Linked DNA regions of Mus musculus: all the other regions are linked to region 2. Evidence: chromatin contacts called from public Hi-C data. All regions are on one chromosome and are shown on one strand. Each heading gives the region's core, a stretch centred on a gene start, on an enhancer-like site or on the middle of the called end of the contact. The rest is flanking DNA. Distances are from core to core; before and after follow the strand shown. Region 1 overlaps Gm41490 (a long non-coding RNA gene). Region 2 overlaps Gm36169 (a long non-coding RNA gene). Region 3 overlaps Hunk (hormonally upregulated Neu-associated kinase).

Region 1 (3,643 bases), core at 504-3,003, 160 kb before region 2:
AGCAGCAATCACTCTTATCCACTGAGCTGCCTCTTAAGCTCCAAATATGTGCATTTTATATATTTTGTTTCCTTTTCTCTTTTCATGGCAAATGCATCTTTGTTGGCACCAGCTTTACTGATTTAACACAAACCATATACATAGCAAAAAAAATGTTTGGCACCAGTCACTAGACTCTATGAATTGACTCTCATTTTTTCTGGCAACCTCTTGTTCCCTGAAGGTGCCACGGCTTCCCTGCAGGAGTGACCTGACCTATCAGGAGCAGGAAGGAGATCTGAAAGTGGCCTGATGGCCCTCACGGCCCCTGAGCCGTCCAACACGTTACTGGATTTCCTGTGCACTCAGTGACTCTCTGAGTCCAGTGACTGGAATGGCGTACCAACTTGGGGTCAGAGACTTCCTGGAATGTACTTGGCACCCACGTCTCCTTTTCTGTTTATAGGAACAGGGTTTGAGACTTGAAAGTATCAAGAAGAGAGACCACCAGGAAGGCTCAGAAGAGGAAGCAGCAATTAGGGACCGAGGTTGGCGCTGGCAGGGGTTGATTGTAGAGCTTCTCTCAGGGACTCAGCTTGGCCTAAACATCAGGGTACCGGGGGTGATTGGACCTCAGGACCTTACCAGCTGCCCTAATGGTCCCGACTGTCCAAGTCTCTGATTGGTTGCTCTGTGTTCTGACCCATCCCTCAAGTTCATAATCACAGGTTCACACCCTACAGGTAGTTAGTTTCCTGTGGCTGTGGCATCAAAGCTTTCCACACTAAATGGTCTAGAATATCCCACTCTTATTCCCCCAGAGCCAGAGGCTAGAAACAGCCTCTAGGTGTTTAAACAGTGTTGAACACTGTGTGAGGTCTTCAATCACTCTGCACCGGGTTGCTGAAGCATACTGGCTGGTGAGAGCCTCAGGGGTTACCCTCCATGCCTGGCCCAGACCTCCTGGAGTATATTTTCCATTATGCGGTTTTCCTTCTACCTTCTACCTGCAGCCTTCTTTAGGTGCCCATGATGGGTCGGCTGCACCTGCGCACACGGGGAGTCAGATCAGGGTTATGGCCTTCCTATGGTGGAATAGGGTCTATTGTATCGACACCTTGGGCTTTATAGGAGCTGTGAGAGAAGGAATGGGGGCCTCTAGGTAAGGTCATCTCTTGGTTCCAGTGCAACCAGGACTATCCCACTTTCGGCATTTAAAGTCTGTAAGCGCTGGTCACAGACACCTCAGCCAGACTCCATTACTGAGAAGGTAGCCTTTCTGGGCACCCCTCCTGCCTCAGATATTTGGTTTAGTGCCACTGCAGAGGTGATGGGGGTGGGAAAGAAAGCCTGGTGTGGCTGTTACTAATGATCCTGCACTGCTGAGGAGGGGTCCTGGGGTCTTTAAGGCCCCACGGATATTGCAGACACCCCATCTCTCTCACATGCACGGACTGCTGACTGCAGTGCATTTGTAGCCAAGAGTGTGGGTGGCGGGGCATCTCAGACATTACCCCCTTTTCAGTGTGCTGGTGTGTGTGTGTGGGGGGGATTCCTGGAGGGCTTCACATTGGCACCGTGCAGGAAGCTGTGATGAAAGGCAGCCATGAAGACATCATAATCCACAGCTGGGAACAGGCATATGGAGCTGGCATCCTGCCTGTCCCCATCCGCATGATGCCAAATGGCTCCTGGATCTACACAAACAGCCTGTGTCTGGGGTCCTCCGTGGAGTCCATAAACCCTGGCGTTTATGTTTCAAAGGCTTGAGGCAGTATACGCCTCCACAGACAGGTGGTTCAGCCGGAGTTTCTTTTTCACAGGGTCCTGCTGCTTGGTGTAGATGTTTTGATGAACGTTTCCCACCGGCATGGAACCCGTGGGCAATGAAAACCTACAAACCCTCCTGAACTCACCCCATCTAGAAAGTGGTCAGACAATGACTAAATGTAATATCAGATTCTTCCCCCCTTGACATTCAGAGCTGCTCCAAAGTGGCTATGGGGTCTGTCTGCGGCCTGGGGGAAGGGTGACCTATCACCCGGATAACATCCTCGATCTGTTACAGAGTTGCTGTTCTTGACCTGTTACAGAGTTGCTGCTCTTGGAGGTAGAGCATGCGCAGACCAGAACAGTGTCTTCTGCAGTGCAGAAGATTCAAGTCTCAACAAACACCCGCTGCCTAACAGCACTGGAGAAGGCCAAGACAGGAAGGGAAAAGGAAATTCCTCCTAGCATGTGGGATGAAATCCATCCATCAGCAAGCAGAGGGTGAAGGGGTCACGCGAACGTTCCATCTGGCATTCCCATTCCCGTATAATGTAAAGCTATTGTAGCTTTACAAGTCAGAGGGGCCCAGCTTTGTGGCTGCACCTCCAAATCACCGCCCCCCCCCACCAGAAGTGAAGAAGAGTTGCCAACGATGAAAATACCTGGTTGCGAACTTGGAGAGTCATCGTTGGTCTTGTTTAGTTGCTGGTGGACACATTAACAGCAGGGCTGCACGGGGACAGCGGGGAGGTGGAGGAAACCTGGACTTGGGACAGGGTTTAAGAGTGAGTGTCTGAGGATGACATGGGAGGCCTGGGTGACATGGAAACTGGGTAACCTCTGAGGAAACTCAGTGCTGTAAGAAAAGCATGTGACCTGCACGTATAGAAATGTCATGGGGAGGCCCATCACGCTGTACAATGACCAAGTCGATTTAAATTTTAACGAAAGGCAGACCACATACCAAAAAGAGAAACTAGAGGGTATATAATTTAGGATTTCTAAAGGAAATCTGGTAACAACAACAACAACAACAACAAAAACAATCCTGTCAGTGAGTTTTCAGGTCTAAGACCAGGGCCTCTGGCCCCTGAACTTTGTGCTTAGTGTCAGAAGTATGGTCAGTCTGTGGGTTACCTCCAGACTTCCCATCTTCCCAAGTGAAAGAGGAACAATGGAGGAAAAAATGCTGGGTGGGCAAGATAGCTTAGTGAGCGAAGGTACTTGCTACCAAGTCTGAAGACCTGAGTTTCATTGCTGGGACCCACATGGTGGAAGGAGAGAACCAACTTCCATGAATTGTTATCTAATTTCCACATAGGCATCTACACACATACATACATTCAAAACAAATGTGATTGGGGGGTGAAGGAGGGAGGGAAGGGGTGCACGCATGCGCTGTACGTGAAGTGAGAGAGTGGAGACCAATATGATTTGACAAGACAGCGAACTTGTCCGATTTCGGCATCTGAAACCAGGTGGCCTGGGCTTCGCTGGGCTCAGGTGTTTTTACTGTAACAACAGAAATGAATTAGATAAACAAAGCCAAGCTCTCAAGAAACATATCAAGTTTAGCCACTTGGAGCTGCTGTATTTGTAGGCCGAGTTTATATGGTTCAACTTAATCCCTCCAAAGTACACCGCCAGCTACGGCGGTGAGCCTCAGGTTCAGCTACAGGAGATGCTCCGCTTTGAAAACAAACAGAATTTAAAAGGGGGCTAGGCGGTCCCCCGGCTCATTGAATTGAAATCTCCAAAGCTGGAGCCCAAACAAGAGTCTCCAGAACTCCTGAGACCTTTCGACTGGCCAGGACAGCTGAACCGTTTCCAAGCTAGAGTGTGGGGTTTCCGCTAACCCGTCCGTCCGTCCGTCCGTCCGTCCGAAGTTGCTCCT
Region 2 (3,432 bases), core at 193-2,692:
AAAAAGAAAAAAGAAAAGAAAAGAAAAAAATCAAGCTTCTACAAATAACGAGTGTCTTTGTCAAAGCCAGCAGATGGTGGAAATGGGACACTCCCCAGACTGCAGGTCAGCATTTCACCTAGAAAGATGATGGTAAAGACAGGATGAACTGTTCTGGGGTTAAAAGTCCCAGGAAGACACGTGGGGGCAGGGAGGTAAGTCAAGGACACAAACTATGTTTCACAGTTCTTAGAAAGTGTCTTCTTCATAGCTGTGCAGGTGATGAATATAACTTTAAAATAAATATAAAGGTGTTAAAGAGATCATATTTTATGTTCTCCTTAGAGAGACAGCCCTGCGCAGGTGGCTTTGTATAGAGCCACCTGCCAAGATACGTGGTCGGATGACAAATAAGTTGTGTTCTGCCATTCTATCCCAGTTGTCCATGGTCTGTCCAGTTGTCCACAGTCTGTCCACAGTTGTCTGTGGTGAGGGGCAGCCATAGACTTTAACAATCAGTGTCAGATCAGGAGGGAGGGACATGGAGTGGCTTTGGGTGTTCTGCACTTGTTTATTTGGGTTCTGTTGTTGTCTTCTTTTTTGATATATATATATATATGATCTTCATGTGGTTTTCCCCTTTTAAGAGTCTATGATCTCTTCCCAGGGGTCAAAAACTTCATAACACATTCTTTATTTCCCCCTAATCTACCGTAAATATGAGCTTCATATTGAGACATAAAAGAGCACTGTAATACCAAGGTATCAAGGTCATAGACACTTATGAAGGAGGACTTCTATTTGGTATGGCCATGGCTTTAGAAATACCTGAGAGTTCACTGTGGCTTTTTCCTTATTGAGCATCGGGGTGGACCCAAGATTGGTTCCATACTCTGTTACTGTCCTCTCAAAAGTCTTAGTACTTTTTGAACCAAGGACCCCAGTGATTTCATTTGGCAGTGGGTCCGGGGAATCGGACAGCCACTCCCACATAACCCAGCGAGTGCCAGGCCTCACTGCTTAAGGCTTGTGCCAGAATTCATGTCTTCCTGTTCTCACCATCCCCTCCTCATACTCCTGAACTTGCTTACCGACATTTCTGTAGAGCTGTGGCCATGCATTTTTCTGAAGACAATCTTCCTGGTTTGTTTTTAGCAGGGTCTCCAGATTCTAAGGGCAGGGTGGGTGACTCAGCAATAGGGCACTGTACCAGCATTGCCGGGGCCCTGGGTTTTATCTGCAACCCAGGGACAACGTTCTGTGACCCTCAAACGTGCCAGGAACTTTGACCTTCTCTTTCTTCTTTCAGAACTCGTCATAAAGGTGAGCATTTTCTGTGCCACTAAATCTTGAAGGTGGCAGATGGCACATTAATTATAACTCCATCAAGGGCCCTCTGTAGGCTGAGCCATGTGCTTGCATTTCTCAACACCAGGTGTCCCTTGCCATAGAAGAGGGCGCCAAGCAGTCAGCACACTCCCTTTGTTAGAAATGGCTGGAAAGATGTGGCTGTTGGCCGAGTTCTCAGACCCAGTAGTGAGTGCTTTCCAGCAAATTTCTCCACACTGTAGCTCTCTGTCTAAAACGAGACACTTTGGTCATGCAGGCCAGAGCATCAGAAAGGAAATTCGTTTACTACAGTATGGCTTTAAGAGTTTTTTGTAGCCGAATCCTTCAGCACCAGTACATTCTGAAAGCCAAGACTCACCCACCCAGTGTTAAACCTGGCAGCACTCTCAGGACGTTAGGCCTGCTCTTGGAGACGGGCTGCACTTCAGGAAGCTTTTGCCAGTTTACATAGTGTTATGATCGCGATAAATTAAATGGACCCTTTGAGATCGTTCTGTCCCAAACCCATAGACTGGTTTGCTTAACAAATGCCCCGCCCCCTTCGAAAGCAGAACAGGAGGCGGAGCCTCACTCGGGTTCTCCGTGTAGTGGGAGAACGTCTGCAGACACTCTGTATCAGAATGTAAGACGAAATGTCTCTGGCCCAGTTCCCAACAGAACCCTCATTTCCCTATGAACCCTCCTGAGCCTCAAGACCCAGACCTCCGCTGTCTGCTTCCCTAGGCATTCAGTCCTCCACACTCCCACCACAACGGTGGTCCCGTAAGTTCCTCGTGCAATTCTGGGGCCTCTCTCACCCACAGCTCCAAACGCTCCCACACTTCATCTGCAAACCAGATTCAAAGACCTATGAGCCACACGGTCGGGTTTGCAAGAGTCATGTTCTGCCCCCTGTATTGTTACTTTCTCTCTCTCTGATGCTGCGCATCGAACCCAGAGTCTTCTGTGCGCTAGGCAAACCCTCTCCCACTAAGCTGCATCCCGACACTACTTTTCTCGTTGCTTTCACCAAGAATCAATTTAAAGGTAGAAAAAAATCTTCTTGGGCTCACAGTTTGAGAGGATAATTCTACTGGAGAGGAAGGCATGGTGGTGTCAGGATCTTGGAGACCACAACAACAGAGGTAACCGAAAGGAGTAAGAAGATAGTTCAGTTTGACACTACTCAGTAGCCAGTGTTGGATCAACTTCTAGAGTCTGACCCCAACTTGTTTATTTTAGGTGTATTTAAACAGCACCGTTTGGTGATAATTAACTCAATCCCATGTACACAGCAAAGCTTAGGACACAATTACACTGAACTCCGTGTAAGGTACGTGCGGCATCTCCCATAAAGATACATTCTATAAATTGATGACATGTGACACTTTATATAAAGATGGTTTCTATTGGCTGACAAGCTCACGATAAGGGATCTGGGGTGGTCTCAGTGACACAGAAGTCACCATGTCTGCTCCCAGCCTTCTGGGTGGACAACAGGTGATGCATTGCTCTCTTTGAAGAGAAAACCTGGTGTGTTTAACATTCCTGATCGCCCCTATCCCCCATGCTTATCTGTGAGCACACGAACCTATGTTCTTACACGCGTTCTCGCGACCGGCCAGGAAAGACGCAACAAACCGGAATCTTCTGCGGCAAAAGCTTTATTGCTTACATCTTCAGGAGCCAGAGAGCAAGAGCGCAAGAGCTCTATTGCTTACATCTTTAGGAGCCAGAGCGCAAGAGCGCAAGAGAGCAAGAGCAAGAGAGCGAATGGTGAAACCCCGTCCCTTTTCAGGAGAATTATCCTCCGCCTAGGACGTGTCACTCCCTGATTGGCTGCAGCCCATCGGCCGAGTTGTCGTCACGGGGAAGGCAGAGCACATGGGGTGGAGAACTACCCTTGGCACATGCGCAGATTATTTGTTTACCACTTAGAACACAGGATGTCAGCGCCATCTTGCAACGGTGAACGTGAGGGCGGCTCCCCACACTATGTGCCTCTTATAGTGGGGCCACTGTGGTAGGAGATGTAGGAAGTAATGGGTGAACAGGACTTTGGGCCACAGTCGGGCTATAAACCCTCAAGGTTCACCCCCCCCCCCACAGTGACCCACCTCCTCC
Region 3 (3,650 bases), core at 213-2,712, 180 kb before region 2:
GCTTTTAGTGGATGTTCTGTTGAGCAGCAAACCTCTGTTCAAAAGCCTCTGGGATTTTCAGTTACCAAAATAGAGTGGCTGTTGAATTGGGTTAGCCTGGTGCCTCCTATACCCTAGAAAGACTTGTGGGGTTCTGTGGGGCCTCAGATGTTCTGGCTGATTCTTCCTCTAACTAGACTAGGGTGTTTGCTTCCTCCTGCTTGCATTAGTTTGCTTGTCTCAGTTAAGCTGGTGGCTGGGGGTGGTGGCTGGGGGTGGGGGGTGGTGGTTGGGAGGGCATGAACACAATGGCTGTGTGTGCTCTTTCTGAACCTATTTTTCATGGTCTTGTTTCCTTGGTATGTAGATTCCTTCGTCTGCCGCAATCTTTTCCGAAAAACCTCTGATTCCAATTGTGTGGCTTCTTCTTCCATGGAATTCATCCCTGTCCCACCTCCCAGGACACCAAGGATTGTAAAGAAACTAGAGCCACACCAACCAGGGCCGGGAAGTGCCAGCATCCTCCCCAAGGAAGAGCCCCTGCTGCTGGATATGGTACGCTCCTTTGAGTCTGTGGATCGAGAGGACCACATAGAACTGCTGTCCCCTTCTCACCATTATAGGATCCTGAGCTCGCCTGTGAGCCTGGCTCGTAGGAATTCTAGTGAGAGGACACTCTCCCAGGGGCTGCTGTCCGGAAGTACCTCACCTCTCCAAACTCCACTGCATTCCACGCTGGTCTCTTTTGCCCACGAAGAAAAGAACAGCCCCCCGAAAGAGGAGGGTGTGTGTTCACCGCCTCCCGTTCCCAGTAATGGCCTCCTGCAGCCTCTGGGGAGCCCCAACTGTGTGAAGAGCAGGGGACGGTTCCCCATGATGGGCATCGGACAGATGCTGAGGAAGCGGCACCAGAGCCTGCAGCCTTCCTCAGAGAGGTCCCTGGACGCCAGCATGTCCCCTCTGCAGCCCACAGCCCCCTCCAGCCTCTCCTTTGACATGGCCGACGGTGTCAAGGGCCAGTGTTAACCTGGGATGGCAAGATTCTGGGTCTCTGTGAGGACAGCCACGGAACAGGGCTCCACACAGGCAGGCACCAGGGCATGGGTGAACAACCTCACGGGAGCATCCTTTATTCTTTTATACCTGCCACACAAAGTCCCACGCTTGTATCAGCTGAAGTCCACAGACTCAAAGTCCACACACTTACTTAGGGACCCTCTGAGACGCTGCGACTAGGGGGAGGGGGAGGGGGCGAACTGTGGGAATCACACCTTCCAGCCTGAGATTTTCTTTGCTATATCACCAATCACTGAGCCCTCTCCAGGATCCCCCCAGTGGGCTCAGAGCTAAAAACCACACCTCCATCTGCTGGGCCAATCAGATTTCCAGACTGGTACCAGGTTGTCCCTCCCCTCCGCTCTGTGTGTCTCTCACAGTTCTGTAACTGACCGTCAGTGGTCAGTTACAGTCTCACGCGGACGTGCCACTCGCTGGTAAGGACGTTCACCCAACCTAGGGATCCCTCTACAGAGGGAAGCAACCCCCCTTTCCCTAACAGTGAGTCCCCACAGAGTGCTGAGTCACAGTGCTGGACCGGGAGGAAGATGGGATGGCGCCTCAGACAGAGATGGAACCCAGCAGAGAGAACCCAGGAGGAAGACGAAGACTCATTAAACGCTCATTCCTGTGCAACGTTTTGACAGGTTTTTCTTTCCTCTCTTTCTTTTTCCCCTGACCTTTTCTTTTTGGGTTGAAATTTGCTGAGGATTGAACGAACTTGTCCAAAGAGATCTTTCTTTATATGAAGTCATTAATTAAATTTTTTTTTTTTTTTAAAGACAGGGTCTCATTAAGTAGCCCAAGCTGGCTTCAAACTCATGATCCTCCTGCCTCAGTCTCCAAAGTGCTGAGATTACAAGTATATATCCGTGTCTGGCTCAAAATAGCAATTCAAAAACAAAAACTAGTTGGCCAGATGAAAAGTAGTTTTACCAAATTCACGTGTTTTTGTTTTTCTGAGAGGCTGCAGCTCAGATGGCCGAAAGGCTGGCTTGGGTGGCAACAGGAGGACCACAGTGGCCTGCCTGCCTAAGGGATAGTAGCCTAGCCATCCTGTGTTTATACCGTGGCAACAGCAGAAGGCATAGAACTTAGCTCCAGATGGCTCTGGAGAGAGAGAAAGGATTCTTAAAGCAGAGTTGAGACAGCAAGAAGCAGGGAATTCGCTGTGTCATGCTGTTCTGCCGTGGTTAGAACTTAGCTGTTCTGCTGGGAGCTAGGAGCAGGCTTGCCGCCCCCTGGGAACACGCTCACAAGACGGTTCGTCCCCAAAGGAAACAGTGCCCCCCAAACAGGCTTTCAGTCCATGCTGTAATCTGCACCTTCCCCTCCAGGATTGAACCAAAGATGCATTTCCGGTTTTGTGACTGTGCCACTCTGTGTGTCTCTTGTGGAACCTGGTGTTGTCTGATCCTGTCCGGCTGGCGCTGGATGGAGGACTGTCTCTGTGTGCATCGTGGGCCCTGGTACTTAGCAGAGGACAAAGGGCACTGTTGTCAGGAGGGGAAGACTTGGCACGGGCTGGACCACAGTTAGTTTAGAAGTTATGGAACAGCTCAGAATCTTCTGGCCTTTGACTATTTCAGATGGGGTCAGAGACCAGAGCTGTAGCCAGGAAGCCAGGTTCATCATCTTGGTCCATCGATTCTAAAGTGGGCAAATTTCTGTGACGTCACAAAGCCGGCCTTTGCCAGTGAGGGCTGAGACACAGTACAACTGCCTCTCATTTACTGGTGGCGGGCGGCTTCCTTTGGCCTCTCAGAGCTCTGACTGAACTAGAAGAGAACACGGATTTGGCTGACCCTGGAAGAAAGCTGCTCTAGTCCTGGCTGAATTTGGTAAGACCTGGACTACTTAAACTTTAGGGAGGGACTGACTCCCTCCCGAGGACCCATTACAGGAGGAGGCCAGGCTTTTCTCCCAGAGCTGATGGTGTTCTTCATTCAGCATGGCTTCCGTTCAGCTCCCAGGACTTGACACTGAAAATAGAACTCTTTAAGCAGAGAGAAGAGGAGAGCCATCCACAGACGCTCTCCGTATTTGATGTGACGTGTTTGAGCTTTGACGGGTGAAGAGTCCTTTTAAAAGATAACTGCCAGCTGCAGGCATCTGGCTCTGCAAAGCTGGTAGGATGTGTACCTGTGTACTGTGCCCGCCCCCTTTCTCCTAGCCCTTTATGTCTTTTTCTGACTGTTTGCTTTTCTCGTATGTATGTGTGCCTGTGTTGGTGCGAGCCTGTGGAGAAAGAGTCTCCCATCCTTCAAATGCTTCGAGAACAGCGTCAGATGTACAACTAGTTTGCCTGCGTTGCTACTGGTACCTTGGACTCTGAACTCAGGTTACCCACCTGAGTCCTCAGTAGGCAGTGGACCCATTGAGAGGCAAATGAGAACAGGAGGGAGACAAGCTGTGTTCTGGGGCGCACATAAACACCTGACAGACGAGTCTAGGAAACCGCGTGAAAGAAGAAATGTTAAATTCTTTATTGTTTTATTATATTTATACGGAAAATGTGGCTATCCTTTTGTTAAGTGCAGAGTGTATTGTCTGTTTGACCCATGACTGTCTGTCCTTCATGAATGAGTCTTTGCCTGTGATTCTAGTCAGCCTGT

Evidence for each region. A called contact is a pair of places that touch in the nucleus more often than the background predicts.
Region 1: a Hi-C map of cerebral cortex shows a contact between it and region 2, with 2.3 times the contacts expected there. The contact joins two enhancer-like sites. A contact is called at or near these places in 3 of 484 Hi-C or Micro-C datasets (cerebral cortex, embryonic stem cells and nephron progenitors), 1 of 115 datasets of contacts at active chromatin or transcription factors (fibro-adipogenic progenitors) and 1 of 9 other capture datasets (embryonic stem cells).
Region 3: a Hi-C map of cerebral cortex shows a contact between it and region 2, with 2.0 times the contacts expected there. The contact joins two enhancer-like sites. A contact is called at or near these places in 3 of 484 Hi-C or Micro-C datasets (cerebral cortex, lens fibers and nephron progenitors) and 1 of 9 other capture datasets (embryonic stem cells).

What each region holds. Positions count from the first base shown.
Region 1 is chr16:90,516,823-90,520,465 of GRCm38.p6, forward strand. Gm41490 (a long non-coding RNA gene) reads left to right here. Exons shown (of 2, transcript XR_876228.2): 2 at 224-719. Among named protein-coding and RNA genes, the nearest start is that of Gm35939, 6.3 kb to the right of the region's middle. Within about 2 kb of position 1,754, at least 28 of the 459 cell types and tissues checked have an H3K27ac peak or open chromatin away from gene starts, as enhancers often do. A contact at or near this core is called in cerebral cortex, where this site is marked.
Region 2 is chr16:90,672,284-90,675,715 of GRCm38.p6, forward strand. It overlaps Gm36169 (a long non-coding RNA gene), which reads right to left. Exons shown (of 4, transcript XR_385041.4): 3 at 3,426-3,432; 4 at 3,229-3,326. Among named protein-coding and RNA genes, the nearest start is that of Gm36169, 3.5 kb to the right of the region's middle. Within about 2 kb of position 1,443, at least 15 of the 459 cell types and tissues checked have an H3K27ac peak or open chromatin away from gene starts, as enhancers often do. A contact at or near this core is called in cerebral cortex, where this site is marked.
Region 3 is chr16:90,495,744-90,499,393 of GRCm38.p6, forward strand. It overlaps Hunk (hormonally upregulated Neu-associated kinase), which reads left to right. Exons shown (of 11, transcript NM_015755.2): 11 at 347-3,650. The coding sequence ends at 1,005. Among named protein-coding and RNA genes, the nearest start is that of Gm35882, 11 kb to the right of the region's middle. Within about 2 kb of position 1,463, at least 37 of the 459 cell types and tissues checked have an H3K27ac peak or open chromatin away from gene starts, as enhancers often do. A contact at or near this core is called in cerebral cortex, where this site is marked.